Linked DNA regions of Mus musculus: region 1 is linked to region 2. A link is a contact called in public HiChIP or PLAC-seq data. All regions are on one chromosome and are shown on one strand. The core of a region is the stretch at or near the end of the contact, and the rest is flanking DNA. Distances in the headings are between cores, read along the strand shown. Region 1 overlaps Lrmp (lymphoid-restricted membrane protein). Region 2 overlaps Bcat1 (branched chain aminotransferase 1, cytosolic).

What was found. HiChIP or PLAC-seq counts read pairs in DNA pulled down with a chosen protein or histone mark.
Region 1: an Esrrb HiChIP or PLAC-seq map of embryonic stem cells shows a contact between it and region 2, with 4 times the contacts expected there. The contact joins two enhancer-like sites. A contact is called at or near these places in 11 of 39 promoter capture datasets (the 3T3-L1 cell line, 3T3-L1-derived adipocytes, the C10 cell line and 7 more), 23 of 484 Hi-C or Micro-C datasets (B cells, the Ba/F3 cell line, the C2C12 cell line and 13 more), 7 of 115 datasets of contacts at active chromatin or transcription factors (bone marrow-derived macrophages and embryonic stem cells) and 1 of 9 other capture datasets (embryonic stem cells).

Annotation. Positions count from the first base shown.
Region 1 is chr6:145,173,756-145,180,180 of GRCm38.p6, forward strand. It overlaps Lrmp (lymphoid-restricted membrane protein), which reads left to right. Exons shown (of 19, transcript NM_008511.4): 18 at 1-56; 19 at 682-1,173. The coding sequence ends at 925. It overlaps Casc1 (cancer susceptibility candidate 1), which reads right to left. Exons shown (of 16, transcript NM_177222.4): 13 at 5,205-5,419; 14 at 3,578-3,745; 15 at 2,417-2,530; 16 at 1,117-1,569. The coding sequence ends at 1,297. Among named protein-coding and RNA genes, the nearest start is that of Gm15543, 5.3 kb to the right of the region's middle. Within about 2 kb of position 2,111, at least 52 of the 459 cell types and tissues checked have an H3K27ac peak or open chromatin away from gene starts, as enhancers often do. A contact at or near this core is called in embryonic stem cells, where this site is marked.
Region 2 is chr6:145,000,488-145,006,791 of GRCm38.p6, forward strand. Bcat1 (branched chain aminotransferase 1, cytosolic) reads right to left here. Exons shown (of 11, transcript NM_007532.5): 10 at 3,864-3,938. Among named protein-coding and RNA genes, the nearest start is that of Gm26666, 44 kb to the right of the region's middle. Within about 2 kb of position 1,289, at least 52 of the 459 cell types and tissues checked have an H3K27ac peak or open chromatin away from gene starts, as enhancers often do. A contact at or near this core is called in embryonic stem cells, where this site is marked.

The DNA.
Region 1 (6,425 bases), core at 861-3,360, 170 kb after region 2:
AAGCCCAGCCTTTCTGAGAGGAGAAGCAGCACATTGGCCTGGGACAGGGGCACAATGTAAGCTGTGCTTACTGAGGGCAGGGGTGGGGGTGGGGCAGGGGGCGGGGCGGGGCGGAGGCGAGGCGGGGGATGGAGGGCACTGGGCTAAGCTTACTGATCAGACTGCTTTATAGAAGGGCCCCACCTAACAGTTTTACACCAGGCAGGAACTTGACCTCGGTCCAGGCAGCCTTGGCTTGGAGCCAGGCCTTCCCAGTCTCTGGCTTCAGCAGCTGCTTTTAAGGGCAGTGAAAGCCCTGGCTTGGGCGGACTGTGGAGGCTAGGGCGGAGGTTAATGAGGCAGATGGAAACCTTGGGTTTTCTTTCGTTTGAACGGGAGCGCAGAGGGCTGCAGACTGTAGTGGGAAGTACACTAACCCTGCTTTGCTTGACTGAAGGATGAGGTGGATGCATGTTAGAAGTTCGTGCGTGCCTACATTACGTCTTTAGGGTTGAGGCAGGCCTAGTTCTTTCCAATAGTTATCAATGTTGGGGAGCAGGCTGTGCCCCAAGCCAAGAGCTCCATCCTAGCGTGCATCTAAGGCAGCGCTATTTGGCACTCAGAGACCAGTGTCCCCTGAACGAAGGAGAGTCTCCAGGCCCCACTCAGTGACCACCCTCTCCGTCTGTGCCCTCCCCACAGCTGCAGCTCAGTGGCTTCCTGGGTCACTCACCTGCAGGCGTCCTTCAGAAGAGCCAACAGAGCACTCTGGCTCACGGGGCTCATCATCATACTGATCGCAGCGCTGATGAGCTTCCTCACAGGTCAGCTCTTCCAGACAGCCGTGGAGGCTGCGCCCACACAGGAGGGGGACTCCTGGCTGTCTCTAGAACACATCTTATGGCCATTTACCAGACTCGGGCATGATGGACCACTGCCAGTGTGACTGACGTGCAGCTCAATGTACCCTTGGATTTTAACGTTTCCTTCTGAGATTTGTAAATTGGTAACTTTTTTTTAGTAACTATAGTGCAAAGCTAGGGTCCTCAGCAGCTGGGATCTTTTTATTCCCCAACAAAAGCACAGGGGACTACAAAAGGGAGGGGACCCCACCTAGGGTATTTTAATGAGCTTTCTGAGTGAGAGGCATCAGACTTTATTGAGATGTATCCAAATAAAGACCATTCAAATCTTTGTGCAGTGTGGCTGGAACGCCTGGTGCTCTTAAATCACTTTAGCGGCTGACTGGAAAGATACCTGATTCCTCTCGGTATAAGGGTCCACCATGCTTACACACGCTGTAAGGGCTAGGAATAGCTAGGAATAGCTGAGGACGCGGATAGACAGCAGCATGTAGCACACTGAGTCGATGAACTGGCAGTTCGAATGCCTGACCCTCTCCATTGCCACGGGGGAGGCGAAGTCCTTCATCATGTGGTACAAGGTGGAGTGGAACTCGGTGCCCTCCCTGAGGGCCTCCGAGAACTTGTCGTTCTCTTCCTGCATCTTGAGCATCTGCGCTCTGTCACCACTGAACATGAGGAGCGACCAGGTATGGTGCTCTGTTTCTTCTGACAGTTGTTCCCTCACCTAGAAAGAGAACGTGAATTCTGGGATTGCCAAACATACACAAGGAAGGAAGATGGAACTGCTGGGTACCCAAATTACCCAGCTTGCAGATAAGTCTCTCATGAGGTAGACCAGGCTGGCTCAGCCTCCCCAGTGCTGGAAGGAAAGGAGCATGTTGGCAAACATAGCAAAAGGCACTCTGCGTGCTGTGGTTCTGAACTGCTTTAAACCATGAAGCATCTAGCAAGCATTGGTTGGTACCCGGGTGCCTATGCTGTGCCCAGCTACCGCTCTGGGAGATGAGGGCGCAGCGGGCACCCAAACCAGAGACACTGGTTGCATCAGTGAGACCCAGCTCTCAAGGAGGCTGTACTCAAGTAGGGAGCAACAAGGAAAGCTTTACAGCTTTACAGCTCATGGGTGGAGTTCGGGAATGGAGCTGGGGGGTGGAGCTTGGGCGGAGCTCAGGGGCGGAGCTCAGGGGTGGGGCACTTGGTACACAACGTGTATGAGACCCTGGCTTCCCACACAACTCGGAGAGAAACTCAGTCAACCTTGAGCATGAAAACAGTGTCCTTCCTACTCATACACAGTGATGTGTCAGAAGTTATGCTGAATGCCTGGCCTCCGTAGAGGGCTATGAGCCACACAGACACTCCCACACACATGGTTTTCCTGTTTGCTCTGGAGTCAACACAGACACAATGGCACGGCATTTGGCACTATAGTGGTGAAGGTCTGAGAGGCTAGAACTCAGAACTTGAGAACTTGGTTTTGAATGCTCATTTCACATCTTTGAGAGGTGGAGGGGGCCACACCCTCCCTCCCTTCTCGGGTGTTTTCTAGGTTCTGGGTTTGCACACTTTACCCGAATCACAACCCTTGTGGAATTGCAGACCATGTTCCACTTGCTCCAGCCAAACGAGAAGGCAGAGCTCAGCAGGGCCATTTGCCGATAGGCCTTCAACTCCACCTGGGGTACCTGTCCACGGGAGGATACGTACAGTCAGTCTTACAATGTCCCGCAAGCGTCGTCTCCATCAGACCTCTCTGTAGTCTGTCCTTCAGACAGAAGGGTTCGTTTCAAGGTTGAAATCGGATTCTGTGGCTCTACTCTCAAAATTAGGCAATGGTTTTCCCTTTCTGCACACCCCCTAAGGTGAAGAGTGTCCACTAAGGCTGTTGTGAGCTGACCTCTGTGAGCCGACCCCTACCGTTGCATCCTTCCTAGCCTAGCGTAGGCAGAGCAGACCAGACCGAGGGCTGCTCTCCCAGGGTGTGGCTGCAGCTGTGCTTTCCACCTAGCGAGCCTCCTCCCCAACACCCCCTGAGGCATACCCACCTCACTCTCCAGCTCTGATGGCCACACACCTTGCGGTCCAAGGCTCTACGCGGCACCCTGCTGAGGACTGTGTGTGGTCCTACTTTTCAGGACCATTTCAATTATGTTCCTTTCTCTGGTAGAAGGTTGCTCCCAGGGCAGGGGCAGGAACAGAGCAGTAAGTACAGTTAACTCTGCAAACCTTTCTACCTATGCATTTACGTCCAGACCCTCAGGACACGATTGACAGGTGTTACGCAGTTACTGACAGGCGAAAGGGCCCCAGAGAGTGGTGGCGGTGTTCTTGGGTACAGAGCTCTTCTGCCTACAAATCTGAGCACTTGCGTTTCCATTTATCACCACGGGGCTTTACCAGGTGCCTGCACTCTGGGGCCAGGCTGGCTGCTAGAGCCATCTGCAAGCCCTATTCTCTAGGAGCCCCAAATTCACACAGGAACTCATGAGCCAAGTCCCTGGAGCAGCACAGAACAGCACACAGCCATGGGGACGTGTTTGTGTGGGCTGGTGGTCCCTGCATGAAAACGAAGACAATGCACAGCAGTGACGGTGTGGACCGCAAACCCCCCTCACCACACTGCTGATCTTAGCTGAGAGGAACCTGGGTTCCTGGTGTTTTCCCTGACACAGTTGAACTGCAGCAGCGTCCTTGGTTCCCACTACATTAAATTTAGAGAGATACATTCTTGCCTTATTGTTGATGACCACATAAAAATGGGAGTATACAGCAGGGAAGATGTTCAGCCCGGCCTCTTTCAAAGCCAGAATGAAGGGTATAGGAGCCATCCATTTTCCTTTTAGATGAAACTCGAGTCCCTTGCCCCTCAGTTTCACTGAAGCCAGCATGCAGAGGTTTTCCTGAGTTTCAAGAAGAGAAAGGAAACCATTATTCCAGCTTTAGTGCTCTTTAGACCACCTCTGAAACCCTAGGCTACACCACACTAAATAATGCCTCTGGTCTGTCTTGGGACTCTTCTGGAAGCTGGGCCACAGGACCCCAGCACTGCCCAGGAAGCTCACAAACTTTCCAAGCTCCCTCTGGGTGCTTGAGGGATTAAAAGTGGTGTCTCAGATCTTTCTATCTTAAAAGATGTGAACGCACTCTGCTCGTTCTGAATTAAAACGGCCATTGAGGCAAGCATGATTGTCCTTCTAAGAAGTATTCTTAACGCATGCTCTAACTGCCCGGTTTTGAAGGGACACAGGGTTGGTATTTATGCACCCTCCCTGTGAACAGTTACTGCCATTTAACCTAGTATATCTAAGAGATCTCAGGATCTATTAGGTGCAAAAATGAGGTCAATTTTTTTTTCATACCAAATGCTCAAAATCTAACACATATTTCACAGTTGCAGCAGACGTCAGTTTGGACCAGCTGCATCTTATTTAAGAGCTTAATCATCACCCGCAGGAGGTGAGCTGTAAAACCTGACTCTGCCGGCTACTTTGGGCATTGCATGCAGTTGGTACACATACATGCAGGCAAAAACACAGCATAACAATAAACAAACACTCAGTAGACGTCAGCCCTGCACAGAGCCTCCTGGCCACAGGGACAGGGTGTTTGGAAGCCTAACCTGGCAATACCCAGTACACTCGAAAGTAAATGTCTCCTAACAGACTGAGGGAAGGCTGCACTGTTTTAGGAGCCTTTGTGACAGTGACAGTCCTGGGATGTCAGCCAATAGCCACCGAGGCTTTCTCTATTTATTTAGTTTGCTGGTTTGATTGCTTGTACAGAGCTCTGCCTGCCTCTGCCCCGAGTGCTGGGATTGAAGATGTCTTCCACTATGCCTGGCCTGTGGGTTTGAATCCTGATGGTCTTTCTGCTGTATTCCGATGGAGTTCCCGCCTGTTCTAAAACAACTGAGCTTTGCACATCACAAAAGTCACCAATGATTCCAAGTACCTTCAGGGTCACACCCTCATCACCAGTCAGCTTTAAACATCTCCAAGCTGCCAAAGAAAGCCCCTGAGGCTGATATGCAGTGACTCTTCCGCCTTCAGCCTCCCACAGGAATCAGCTTCTCCCGGGGCTTCCAAGGCTGTGCGCTTCTGAGGGCACTGGTCTCTCTCAGCAGGATGGGCTTTAGAGGCCAGGGTGCGGATGGTGGATCAAACACTCTGAGTTTCACCCCGGGCAGTCGTCTGAGATGACTGACCCATCCCCAGTGACCCAGTGACCCCGGAAACAAGCTGGAGCCTCGCTTTTACACACTGTTGGTTGTTTACTTGATGAACCACAGCTCCAGAGACATCTTACATGCCTGCCTGGGGACACACTGCCTAACTATGGGCGGGCCATGGCGTCCCTCACCTTGATGTATATCTGGAGCTCCATGAAAACCGTCTTCACTATTAGAAGGACTTTGTTCATGCCACAGGGACTCATCTCCCAGGACTGGTAAGGCATGTTCACGTGAGCATCCTGAATCAAGGTCACAGGGCCCAAAGTATCCATACTGAAGGTTAGGAGCCTGTCTTCTCGGTTGTAATAGACACTGCTGATGCCATCTGACCGCCAGAATTTACCTGCGCAATGCAAGACAGGGACATTAGTTTCATATTTTTTCCTATGAACGTGAATAAGAACATCTAAGTATATATAATGTGCACAAATTGGTTTTCTGTATTAAGACACGTGAGGAAAAGCTCCCCGCCCCTGGGAGAGCCCTGTCTCCAGGGTTCAAACTCCACATATTCTTCCTGGCACTGGAGGAGACACTGGGCTGGCTGTTTCTGTCCCTTGCTATTTCAGGCGCCTATTAGCCCCACTCTCCTGCCTTCCCAAGCTCTTCCCCATACACGCCTGAGCCCCAGCATCTGCCATCTTCCTAGGTAATTCTCCCCTGGCTCTGTACAGAGGCTCTTTAACTATTTTATTTTATTTTTTAAAGGGGATGGTGGTTGAGACAGGGTTTCTTTTCTCTGTGTAGCCCTGGGTGTCGTGGAACTCACTCTGTAGACTAGGCCTGGAACTCACACAGCTTGGCCTGCCTCTGCCTCCCGAGCGCTGGGATTAAAGGTGTGCATCACCATGCCTGGCTAAAGGACTATTTTTTTTTTGTTTAAGATTATACTTTCACTGATCATTTCTAAGTTTGTTACTTATTGTTATGTGTTTTTGCCTGCATCTACTTGTGTCTACCAAACTGCATGCAATGCCCAAAGTCGGCAGCAGAGGGAACCAGCCCCAATGGGATTAGAGTTACAGGGGGCTGTGAGAGGCTATGTGGCTGCCCAGAACAGAGCCAGGTTCTCTGCAAGAGCAACAAGTGCTCTTCCCCGCTGGGCCAGCCCTCCAGCCGTGTCACTGCTGTTCTAAAGCAGCTGTAAAGTGTCTCTGAGCACAGTCTTGCTCGTGGGACGTGGATGCAGCTGGGCCGCCATGGCCCTCAGCCAGTGAGGTGATTTTTAAATTCCCTCCCAAAGAGACCCCTACGTACAGCCCCTTCAGAGTTCATTTCCAGTCCCATCTCTGGGGCCCTGCCTGTCACCCTTCTCACAGGAGTTCACTCGTGCATGCAGTAGGCAGCAC
Region 2 (6,304 bases), core at 39-2,538:
CCCTCTCTGTTTCATGTGCACATACCACCCCCTCTATTCCCATAGACACATAATTAAAAATAAAAGCGAATCTTCTAAAAAAAGAAAATGAGTGTGTTGGCACCTACCCGTAGTCCCAGCACTTGGGAGGTGAAGGCAGTAAGGATCGACAGGCATTTAAGGCTAGCCTGGACTGTAAAAGACTATCTCAATCAATCAATAAAATGATAATGGCCTCAGGATGAACCTGCAGCTTCCTTTTCCTACTCCATGAAACAAGAGCCCATTCCTCACACCCCTTTCCCTGATGCCTGAAGCCCAGGCTCCTGCTGCCCCGAGGCAGGCATGGTGGTATTAATAATATTCATCTTGTTAGGATACCATGGAAGAATTTGATGCTTGCTGTGATGTGATGTCTGCCGTGTCTCTTCAATAGCTCTGGTTTGAAGGCTCTGTCCCCAGGGTGGAGCTACCAAATGATAGCAGAACTGAAGCTGTGGCCTTGGCCCTTAGCTCACTAGAGCCATTGCCTTTCACTGCATAGAAACCTGCCACCTACCTGCCAGTCTCAGAGACCAGACCAATGTCTAATCTCTAAAACTGTGAGCTAGACAAACCTTTTCTCGTTATAAAATGACTACCTCAAGTATGTTGTTTAATAATATGAAACCTATCAATGCCATATTGTTTAAGACATTTCCCGTCTCTTCCTATATGTAAATACACAAAAGTAACACATGAGCTGTATTTAAAAAAAATTATCTTGGCATCTCATTCCTTCTTTCAATGAAGAAATATTACTGTCTGTATACTCTACCCAAGACTTGTGCTAATCCCAAGGGACATAAAGAGAAGTTTAAAACAAAGCAAAACAAACAAACAAACAAACAAACAAACCCAAAACCCAAGCATTCAAGCAGCTCTAGGAGGGACGGGTGTGACTGAACTTTGGAGTCTAGGTAGCTCAGGAGGTATTTAAAAGCTTTCCACAGGAGGTGTGCCGCACATGCTCTGGGGGAACTCTGGAAGGTTCAGGGCCAGCCTGGTCTACACAGTGGGACCCTGTCTTAAAAACAAATCCAATGAAAAGGTTCCTACAGGGATTGAACACTGAAGGACAGACAGCCATGACCTTATAATGCAACCACGTTGTAGGAGGCTCAGCAGAGACGTGGCCTCATGAAACAAAGGTGCTTTTGCCCCGCCCCCCACCCCCAGAGTGGGAGCTGGGAGTGTAGGGTGGGTGGAAACAGGAGAGCAGGCGACATGGAGAGCTAGTGCCTCTCCCTCCTCATTATAAAAAGAAGGGGTGGGGCACAAAACAATCTTGTGTTGGGACTGTGCCCTTTGCAGGAGGTAAAGTGAAGGTCCCGTAAGCTAGCACCCAGGGACCAATGTGGATAATTAGCTACACCGGACAAGTACTTATCCTAATATTCAAAAGTTTATACATCTGAGGTTTCAAAAATTCCCCCTGGGTCATACTGGCAAGAACTTGGGTTTTAATTTTTCTTTTGTGGGTTTTTTTTTAACTCTTGTCTTTAATTTTGTGGAACACTTTGTAGGGAAACATCATGTTTCTGTGTAACACCCAAAGAGATCAAATGTCAAACATGATGTAACATCAGACTTCTTTTTTCCCCCTCAGTAATTACTAAAATTATTTTTCTTGGAAACAGGCGAGCTAGTCACTTGGCTAACAGCACCAATTTGCCATCTTGTCAGAGGATAATTTGGAGACTTGAGGACACAAGCATAAAATAATTGAGGGAAGAAGATGTGGTTTTGATTATGGACGGAAGGCCCTGTTGCTTAACGCACTGGGGGACACGGGGGTGTGTGCTTGTGACTGACTCCGAGTCATCTCTGATCTCCTGTGCCTGTGGTTACGACCTTTGTCTTTGTTCAGTATGGATTCTGAGTGGACGGGGGGGGGGGGGGGGGGGGGGCTCAGACTTGCAAAATGTGTGATGACTGTGAACTTCTGATCCCCATGTCCACCCACCAAGTGCTGGATTACCAGCATGTGCCTGCAACCGGAAATACTCTACTTCCCCAGGCCTGACGTTGGATTTAATGTCACCGTCCCTGAAGCACATAAATCAAGAGGGGAAAGTTTGGGTTTTCTCAACCGCTCTACCACATGTGTCTGTTATTTATTTTTTTCCTTTTTCCAGTGTGTGTGTGTGTGTGTGTGTGTGTGTGTGTGTGTGGTGTTGTAGGCGTGTCTATATGTGTCTGGACATGTGGACATGTAGATACATATATATATATGTGCACGTGCATGCAAAGTCCTAAGGTTGACACTCTTCTTCCTTATTCACAGAGATAGGGTCACTCAATCAAGCCCAGAGCGCATGGATAAGGCTGGTTGAACTGGGCAGATTGCTTTGGGGATCTCCTGGCTTTCTTTCAGAATCACCAGGTGGGTTGTCATGTCATGCAGCAATCTACATAGGATTCTGGGTACCTGAATTCTGTGGGTGACAAGCATTTAAGCACTCATCCCCTATGTGCGTCTTTTCAATTTTAACCTTTAAAAAAAAAAATCAGGTCTCACTATATAGCCCTGTTGAACGCCAACTCCCGATGTAGACCAGGCTGGCTTTGAACTCAGAGATCCCTTGCCCATCCCTCCAAAGTGCTGGGATTAAAGGTGTTCTCCTCACCAACTTTCTTATAAAAGATCTCTATGGAAAGCACCTCACTGGTGTAAAACAATAAGTAACTATTCTCTTTCCTTCTTTATTAGTTATTAGTTTTGGCTTTTTAAGACAGGGTTTCATATAGCCCAGGCTAGCTTGGAAGTTCATTTGGTGGAGGATGGCCTCTGGTCTCCTGAACTCCAGATGTAGTGAGATTACAAATGTGACCAGCTGTCTGGTGTGAGAGGCTGGGGCCTGACCCCAAGGCTTTGTGCCCAGTAAGCAAGGACTCCACCAAATGAGCTCTGTCCCCAGCCTGAGAAACTCGGGAGAGAAAAGCAGGTGGCTTATTATATAGAAAAAGCAGGTAACAAAATTGTGTTTAATTACAACTATCTTGTTGGAAAATATAAGTAAACAGGTAAATGCTTATATAATATTGGAGTTATAAACATTCAAAACTTAGAATTAACAGTAATTGTATCTAAGTGCTAGATCCATGGGTAAGTTTAATTCCTCTTTCTTTCTTCCCCCCTCCCCCAGCTCTGGTTATTGAGACATGACCTGACATTACCACATGGTAGGTTAAGACAGCACCACTATATTCCAACCCTGTCTCCTATTTTTAATATATTTTCCATTTTTACAATAACATGTTATACTCTTAAATCAGAATTTTAAAGTATTGAAACACATTTATTCTGGAATGCTAGCTGACACCACATCCCTCATGAGTACTCCACTTCCACACCCCCCACCCCCCACCCCACCCCCCACCCCCTCCCCGCCTTCTCTCTTTCATCTCCGGTCTTACTCAACTCTGCTTATTCTGTCAGGAATATCTTCCTTAAGTTTAAATTACTCGCCCTGAATCACACCACTTCATCTCTTTCCTTTGTGGTTCTACTATGTGGAGGACATAATGCTTTAGCACTAAACTTGGGCTATCTCACTGACCACAGCCTGAGCCCTAGAGGGATTTTTTTTTTAATATTTTTTTCTTTTACGTATCTGAGTATTTTGCCTGCATGTATGAATGTGCACCATCCATGTGGAATGCCAGAGGCACACAAAAGAGTGTACCAGAACTCCTGGAGCCAGAGCTGTGAACTGATTGATATGGGTGTGCTGAGACATGAAATGAACACAGGTCCGCTACAAGAGCAGCAAACGCTCTTATCCCCTGAGCCATCTCATCTCCCCAGCTGGCCCCCAACCCCAGGTGGTGAAGATGGCTACCTGGATATCAGTCAGCTTTCCCAGGATTCGACTTGCAAGCTTGGGGCCATTCTCCATCGTTGGAATATGCAGCATCTGAGGAAGGAAGGAGAAAGGAGTCTGAGGGGGAGAGGCGCGCATGGTGGGACCAGGAAGACCGGAGTCTGAGGGGGAGAGGCGCGCATGGTGGGAACAGGAAGACCGGAGTCTGAGGGGGAGAGGCGCGCATGGTGAGAACAGGAACACTGGAGTCTGAGGGGGAGAGGCGCGCATGGTGGGAACAGGAAGACCGGAGTCTGAGGGGGAGAGGCATGCATGGTGGGAACAGGAAGACCATTCCTACAACAGGAAGGCAATCCCACCAGACCAAGGGAGGCACCTGACATACTGCCAACACATGCTACCTCCCTAACCTGAGCTTTTTCTTTTTCCATTTTTTTATTAGATATTTTCTTCATTTATATTTCAAATGCTATCCCAAAAGTCCCCTATACCCCCCCCCCGCTCTGCTCCCCTACCCACCCACTCCCGCTTCCTGGCCCTGGCATTCCCCTGTACTGGGGCATATGATCTTCCCAAGACCAAGGGCCTCTCCTCCCATTGATGGCAAACTAGGCCATCCTCTGCTACATATGCAACTAGAGACACAGTTCTGCGGGGTACTGGTTAGTTCATATTGTTGATTCTCCTACTTGAATAAAAAAGTCAATTAATGACAACATATTCATTTCCTACCAACTCAACTGAAAGCACAAAAGGTTTGGAAATCATTCTTCAGGGTGGTTTAAGGAATTCAGAATAGGGCTGGTGAGATGGCTCAGTGGGTAAGAGCACTGACTGCTCTTCCGAAGGTCTTTGAGTTCAAATCCCAGCAACCACATGGTGGCTCACAACCATCTGTAATGAGATCTGACCCACCTCTTCTGGTGCTGTCTGAAGACAGCTACAGTGTACTTATCTATAACAAAAAATAAATCTTTGGGACAGGGTGAGCGGGGTTGACTAGAGCAAGCAGAGGCCCTAAAAGTCAATTCCCAACAGCCAGATGAAGGCTCACAATCTGTACAGTGTGTGCACATAGACATAAAGTAAATAAATAAATCTTTAAAAAAAAAAAAAAGGAATTCAGACTAGAAGGGGTCCCTGAAACAGTAGACTAACTCAACCCAGGAGTCTAAGAATCCACAGGATGGATAATTGCCCCCTACTGAACACGCTGGCAAGGAACCAGACCTCAAAGATATTTCTCAACAAACAAAAGCAAGACATTTCAAAGAGATGAATTAAAGCAAGGCTCTTCTTTTACATAAGGAGTTTCTGAACCTACATCTGGGGCAGGGCGCACCTCCATGGGCCACAACTCCCATGGGAAGGCAGGGTTAAATTCCTAGCTGAAAGAGATCTCATGCCCTTGGCTTATATCTGAGCCATGCCCGTTCATGCCTTGCTGGCGGGCTGGCTTTTGATGCTTTGATAGTTAGTAGATAGCTCATATTCTCAAACACTCTTCTTATTATGCCTTTTAGTATAATACGATAATTAGGAACCCTTTGGGCTCTGAATGCCTCCCTGGAGCATTTAGGAGAAGCATTAAAGATAAGTTAACCTTTGTAAACTTTTTATTTCTAGAGTGGAGGAACAATTGGATTTTAGTTACTAAAATGGACAAATAACATACCTAGACATTATCGTAAAATACTCAGACTGGGCCCTTACAATCCTTTCTTCCTCTCTTTGCTTCTCTCTGTCCCTCCCTGGTATGCATGCCTCCTCCTCCTCCTCCTCCTCCCTCATCCCCATCTCTCTGCCATATCAACATAAAACCAGGTAGTTTCCCCACTGAGAAATATCTGCATGTCAAACTACATCACCAACCAGCCCTGAAAAGCAAATTCTAAAGTGTTAAGCAAAACATAATAACAAATAATAATAATAATAATTAATAGCAATGATAATGAATAGTAATAATGATCAGACTAGTCAGCTGAGATTATAAGGTTCGATTCAGGAATCAGGGGACTTTGTATCTAACAAGCCATCAGAAGTAGTTAGTCTTGTAGGAACAACACCTACGCAGTTACAGGCTGCCTGCATGGCCACAGCATAGCAGCTACACACTTATGGAAACCCTGGAAAGCAATTCCTATATATATATATATATATATCCTTACACTATAAAGACAGAGGCTGACAGATGTGCACGAGGAAAAGCCCTCGAACTGTCAAAATAATACACACACGACACAAGCAAAAGTGAATTAATGGGGCTGGAGAGACGGCTCGGTGGTTAAGGGCACTGGCTGCTCCTCCAGGGACCCAGGTTTGATTCCCAGCACCCACATGGTTGTCTGTAACTGCAGTGTTAGGGCCTCCACAGACACTGCACACACACGGTGCACAGACAGACGTGCAGACAAAATACCCATACACATGAAATAAAAGCAAATAAATCTGTTCTTTAA